Linked DNA regions of Mus musculus: region 2 is linked to region 1. Evidence: chromatin contacts called from public Hi-C data. All regions are on one chromosome and are shown on one strand. Each heading gives the region's core, a stretch centred on a gene start, on an enhancer-like site or on the middle of the called end of the contact. The rest is flanking DNA. Distances are from core to core; before and after follow the strand shown.

What was found. Hi-C and Micro-C count contacts between places; a contact is called where the count stands out from the background.
Region 2: a Hi-C map of the G1E-ER4 cell line shows a contact between it and region 1, with 2.5 times the contacts expected there. The contact joins two enhancer-like sites. A contact is called at or near these places in 8 of 39 promoter capture datasets (the C10 cell line, the HPC-7 cell line, cranial neural crest and 5 more), 2 of 15 datasets of contacts at CTCF or cohesin (the NIH/3T3 cell line and pro-B cells), 44 of 484 Hi-C or Micro-C datasets (the 3T3-L1 cell line, 8-cell embryo, the AML12 cell line and 24 more), 10 of 115 datasets of contacts at active chromatin or transcription factors (the 230-238 cell line, the HPC-7 cell line, the NIH/3T3 cell line and 5 more) and 4 of 9 other capture datasets (adipose tissue, bone marrow-derived macrophages, liver and 1 more).

What each region holds. Positions count from the first base shown.
Region 1 is chr11:4,317,985-4,320,870 of GRCm38.p6, reverse strand. No RefSeq gene overlaps it. Among named protein-coding and RNA genes, the nearest start is that of Gm24803, 4.8 kb to the left of the region's middle. Within about 2 kb of position 1,445, at least 20 of the 459 cell types and tissues checked have an H3K27ac peak or open chromatin away from gene starts, as enhancers often do. A contact at or near this core is called in the G1E-ER4 cell line, the HL-1 cell line, Th1 cells and 4 more, where this site is marked.
Region 2 is chr11:4,422,173-4,425,058 of GRCm38.p6, reverse strand. It overlaps Hormad2 (HORMA domain containing 2), which reads left to right. Exons shown (of 11, transcript NM_029458.1): 4 at 240-303; 5 at 752-788. Among named protein-coding and RNA genes, the nearest start is that of Hormad2, 17 kb to the left of the region's middle. Within about 2 kb of position 1,373, at least 69 of the 459 cell types and tissues checked have an H3K27ac peak or open chromatin away from gene starts, as enhancers often do. A contact at or near this core is called in the G1E-ER4 cell line, the HL-1 cell line, Th1 cells and 4 more, where this site is marked.

The DNA.
Region 1 (2,886 bases), core at 196-2,695:
GATACAATTTGTTAAATGCATGAAACTCAAGAAGAACGAAGACCAAAGTGTGGACACTATGCCCCTTCTTAGAATTGGGAACAAAACACCCATGGAAAGAGTTACAGAGATAAAGTTTGGAGCTGTGACGAAAGGATGGACCATCTAAAGACTGCCATATCCAGGGATCCATCCCATAATCAGCTTCTAAACGCTGATACCATTGCATACACTAGCAAGATTTTGCTGAAAGGACCCAGATATAGCTGTCTCTTGTGAGACAATGCCGGGGCCTAGCAAACACAAAAGTGGATGCTCACAGTCAGCTATTGGATGGATCACAGGGCCCCCAATGGAGGAGCTAGAGAAAGTACCCAAGGAGCTAAAGGGATCTGTAACCCTATAGGTGGAACAACATTATGAACTAACCAGTACCCCAGAGCTCTTAACTCTAGCTGCATATGTATCAAAAGATGGCCTAGTCGGCCATCACTGGAAAGAGAGGCCCACTGGACTTGCAAACTTTATATGCCCCAGTACAGGGGAACGCCAGGGCCAAAAAGTGGAAGTGGGTGGGTAGGGGAGTGGGGGGGGGGGGTATTGGGGACTTTTTGGATAGCATTGGAAATGTAAATGAGGAAAATACCTAATAAAAAAATTAATTCTAAAACAAAAACCAAAAATCAAAAAAAAAGAGGCAAAGCCAGCTGTGGTGGTACACGCCTTTAATCCCAGCTCTCAGAAAGCAGAGGCAGGCAGCCTGGTCTAAAGAGCTAGTTCCAGGATAGCCAGGGCTACACAGAGGAAACCTGGGTCAGGAGAGGTGGTAAGATGGCTCCATGGTTAAGGACACTTGCTGCTCTTGCTGAGGATCTAGCTTCCCGTTTTTAGCACCCCCCACAATGGCTCAAACCATCAGTAATTCCAGTTCCAGGGAATCCAACACCCTCTTGTGACTTTCTGGGGCACCAGGCACACACATAGCACACATACACACATGCAGGCAAAATATTCATATACATAAAATAAATACTAAAGAGTCAAACATTCTGAGTTATCATTTCTTAGCTTTTGCGGTTATTTCTGTTTCACAAGATGAGTCAGGCGGATGCTGGAGTTGGACTATAACTTGGTCTTTTCTAAGTGTGTGTGGGGGTGGGTGCACATGTGGCAGTCAGAGGGCAGCTTGCAGGAGTCGGTTCTCTTCTTGAGGCGAAGCTTCAGGCGGGTAAGCTCGGCAGTAAGTACCATGCATGCTAAAGCCCTCTGGTCCTGGTCTTTCTGCATAGTTTCTGTAATTCTGTGCAGAGGTGAAGTGGATCAGTTCGGGTTCTGATGTGCCTCCTATTTCAGCAGGGCATCTGACTCAGGCGGCCATGTTCCTGGTACAAGTAAATATCCATCCCTGAAGAACCTATGATGGATTGATGGCGGGACAGACACGGGCCCAGCACAATAACGGAACTCTGCTTTGGCCCACTTCTTCTTTCCATATCCACTGCTGTTTGCCAGTGACATAAGGAAACACACACAGCATACACACATGCATCAGACTTTCAGACCGTACAAAATGAGAAGGGATAAATGAATTGTTTGTTGACATATCAAAAGAAGACCTGCCTTCCTTTCAGTTTGAACTATCGCCTTCCTGTAACTGACCAAAAGGTTCACGAGGGGGGTGAGGTGAGAGCGTGCATAAGGGTGCATATTTTTTTCCAGCCATCCAGAAAGTAAGTGTGTGGGTGTACTGGGTATGTGTGTACTTTAAGCTAGTCATAAAATATGGGGTTGCTCCTGTGACTACATATTGTTAGGTCTAAAACGGCCCCCCAAAATGGCAGTGTTGATGACAATGCCCTAAAGAGAAGGACATTGGCTGGGCAAAGAACTTATTGGGCAAACAAAAGCCTAGAGATGGGTCTCTTTTTGCCAGAAACCTCCCTAAATCTGCCCCTCAAACGTCAGCTACCTCAGGCAAGAGTACCTGTTCCCGGTCATTCAGCACAGCTCGTCTCAGTAAACAGCCCCTGAACTGCCCAAGACAGCTTGGTAATCTGATCCCCAATACATTTTTCTGCCCATGCAGTGGTCTAGTTAATTGTTTCACTATGCCCTTTCTTAATTTGGAACCCAAACCTGGGTCCCCCCTTTTTGAACAGTCCTTTTCCTCCTAACTAAAGCAAAGTGCTGATTTGGCCTTCCTGTATGTGGATTACTCACCTCTACTCTGGCTTCTACCTCTCACCATGTTCAACTCCAAATCTTACAGTCCATCTCCTTAGCCATTCCCCTCCCACTGGTAGAGTGGCCACCTACTCTTCTCCCCATCTTGTCTCTTCCTGGCTCCTCAGGCAAGAGTCCTCTGAGAGCTGCCTGCTCTGTCTCTGCTTTTTGTTGGCTTGCGGAACCTCTCTCTCTCTCTCTCTCTCTCTCTCTCTCTCTCTCTCTCTCTCTCTCTCTCTCTCTCTCTCTGGAATTTGCTACCAAGGTCCTGTTGGTGTGTTAGGCAGCTTTTCTAGACAGCTTGCAGGTGTCCTCAAACTGAGACTCTGCCCCTCGACACTTATTCCTTACAGCGTTGTACTTCCTCTGTGCTGTTGATGGAACTCTCCCTCTGGCAGGGCTCTTATTTATGACTCCTTCTCTAAGTGCCCCGGAACTCCTCCTTGTTCTGCCACCCATCTAAGGACATCTCTTTCCTGCCTGCTCTGTCTCTTGCCAACTCTTAGAGCTTCCTCTGTCTTTCTCATGCCTACTGGAGCCTGAACTAGCACAGGCTCTCATTAGACTTGAGGACTCCTCTCCCCTGCCTTCTCTAATCTCTTTCCCTCCTTGGATTTTCCTCCTCAGAGATTCTGTTATGCCACACTGTCTTACTCCAAGAAGCTTGAACTCAGTGCAAACTAG
Region 2 (2,886 bases), core at 124-2,623, 100 kb before region 1:
AACATCAAAACGTGCCATGCAGTGGCGGTGTACACCTTTGATCCCAGCACTCAGGAGGCAGAGCCAGGTGGATCTCTGAGTTCAAGGTCAGCCTGGTCTACAGAGTGAGTTTATGGACAGCTAAGGCTACACAGAGAAACCCTGTCTTGAAAAACTAAATTTTACAAATAAAAAAATAAAGGAAATGCTTTATTTAGCATGAAGTTTTCAGTATAACAGTGATGTTTCTTTTTTTCTAGACCTCAGTTTAAAAATTCTCCGGGAAGACAAAAAGTGTCCGGGGTCATTACATATTATTAAATGGTAAGTAAATTCTGTAAAATTGCCCATCAAACTTTATTTTCTAAAATCTTTTCCTAAAAAGAGAATACTTTATTAGCCCTCTTTCCTGAAAATTGTAGCAATTATTCAGTATTATTTTAAACTATTGATTTCATTTTAGAAGAAAATAGACTTATATAAAGAAAAAAAAATCCTAACTGCGATTATTCACTATATACCTTTGTGTTTACTACCATTCTGTGCTGGGAAGAGAGAGAACACTTCTGTGCTTCAGAGCTGTGTGTTATTTATAATATTCTATAGATATATGGGAATGGCTTGGGGTTTTAAAAGGTGGTTAAACAGAACGGGCAGAATGATTGTTAATTTATATACTGCAAAATAGAAGTGCAAACTAATTACATACTTGGATTTATTTTTTTGGCTGTTCATATGGGCTAAAGTGACATTGGATATTATTTCTTGACAGGATTCAAGGTTGTTTTGATGCTTTGGAAAAGAGATACGTAAGAATTTTTGAAAATTTACCTCCAAATTAAAGACTCATCTTTACTCCTTAAAAAAGTTTAGACATTTTATTTTGTAGTGTTTAACAGTATAGCAGTGCTTGCTTTTTTATTTGTTAGTCGATTTTCTTTTATTTTGTCTGTGTCGCCTCACTGTTGTCTCCCTTACAACAAATAGAAACGAAAGCTTCGTTTTCCTTTTTATATACGCATATCTTTTTTAACCACAGAATTTCCTCTGAAGTCACTGGACAAGATCCACAGGATGTGGGTTAAGGAAGACAAGAATCTGGTAGTTAGCACGTTGAACATGTTCTAAATAGCGGTGACTCGGTTTGCAGATGGAAAAGAAGAAATAGTTAAATAATGAAGTTTTACTCTATTTTATTTTGTTAATTATAACTCCTGTGTATAACTTTGAACTTTTAAAAGACACAGCCCAGATTTTAAGTGCGTATGCTCTCTCATGCTTCAGTAGACACGAATGAAGAATGTGAAGAATGAAGGCTCAAGGTCTGGCTGAAGAGATGCGATGCACCTGAATGAAACCCCTGCTCCTATGCTTGCTCCATTCCCCCAAGTCTTCACTCGTCAGCTCCACGTTAAGCTGCAGTGAAGAGGCTTGCCATTGTGTCAGTAATGTAGTCACGGAGTCCCTCACTCCTTCCCACCTTGGGTGAACAGTTACTCACATTCATTCCATTTTGACCCAGGGGACAGAGGGATACAAAGATAAGACAGATCAGGGAAGGGCTTAGAGACATGGCAGGAGGTGAGTGTTGCTCATATGAGGGCTAATGATTGCTAGTTATCTACTGGTTCAGCTGTACCTGTTGCTAAATTATTGGTTGTCTGGGGTCTGGGTTGAGAAAGAGACATTGCAGGATGAATTTGGCTTCTCGGCAGCGCAGCGGGATGGATTAGCCTCGGAAGTACTGAACACCTAGGAACTTTTCATAAGTTCTTTATTGTTACACAAAAAAGGCACTTTTAGCAAGACAATTTCCGCATAGCAAAACCTCTTATCTGATGTAGGAGTTGTGTGAAGGCCGATTACCTAAGCAGTTCAGTCAGGAGATTTCCTGGTTCGCCAGGTATGTCTTGGGACTAAGTTATGCAAAAACTCTGAATCCTTCAGAAGGGCAGCTCCAGAGATCTCAGCTAACCTGATCAAGGCCGTCCACGCGTGACAAGACCCTCTTTCACTCCAGAGATCTCAGCTAACAGTCCTGATCAAGGCCATCCACGCGGTGACAAGACCCTGTTTCTTACAAAGAAGAAAGGAGTGGGGGAAGAGGAAGAGGAGGAAGAGGAATAAAAAAGCAGGTCACTGGTGACGCAAGCCTTTAAACTCAGCACTCAGGAAGTAGAGGCAGGTCTCTGTGAGTTTCAGGCCAGTGGGACCTACTGAGTGAGTTCCAGGACTACCAGGACTGTTATATAGAAACCCTGTCTCAAGAAAACCCAAAGAAACAAAGAGTAGTTCAAGTAAAACCAGGTTTCAAGTAGCAAGTGCCCTTGGAAGATGTCCTGTTGAAGAACATGGTCTTACTAGTTATGAAATTCTGGGTACTTCCCCTATTGCCCCTCTCATCTCTCACAATTCCTGCTCGTGAACCACACTACATTCTTTCAGAAACTGAACTCTGATCATGTTATCCTTTATGCCTAAAAATTTCCCAGGAATTTAAAAAAGTGTTCAAAGCTGTTTGCACGATCGAGCAGGCCTGAATGTCCCTATTGATTTTCTAAGACACCCTCCCTCACTCCCATGCTCAGGCTACACGAAGACTCTCTAGGATGCCAGTATCTTCCACATACTGTTCCTCTTGCTCAAAAAGGTCTGTCCAGACCCTATGCATGGCCTGCCTAGCTCCATCTTGTCCTGCCGCTAAAATTGTCCCTCATTTGAGGGTTCCCCTAACACTTTGTGTTGTTTCTTCACAGCAGACCCTGAGTATAACAGTGTGGCCATGTGATTTTCTTACTGTTAGTTCCCCTTTCTAGTCGGCATGCATCTTGAGATCAGCGGCTAGCCATATTCTTTCTTCTTTTAATGTGACAATAAACTATTAATAGTTTTACTGTGTGGTCATAA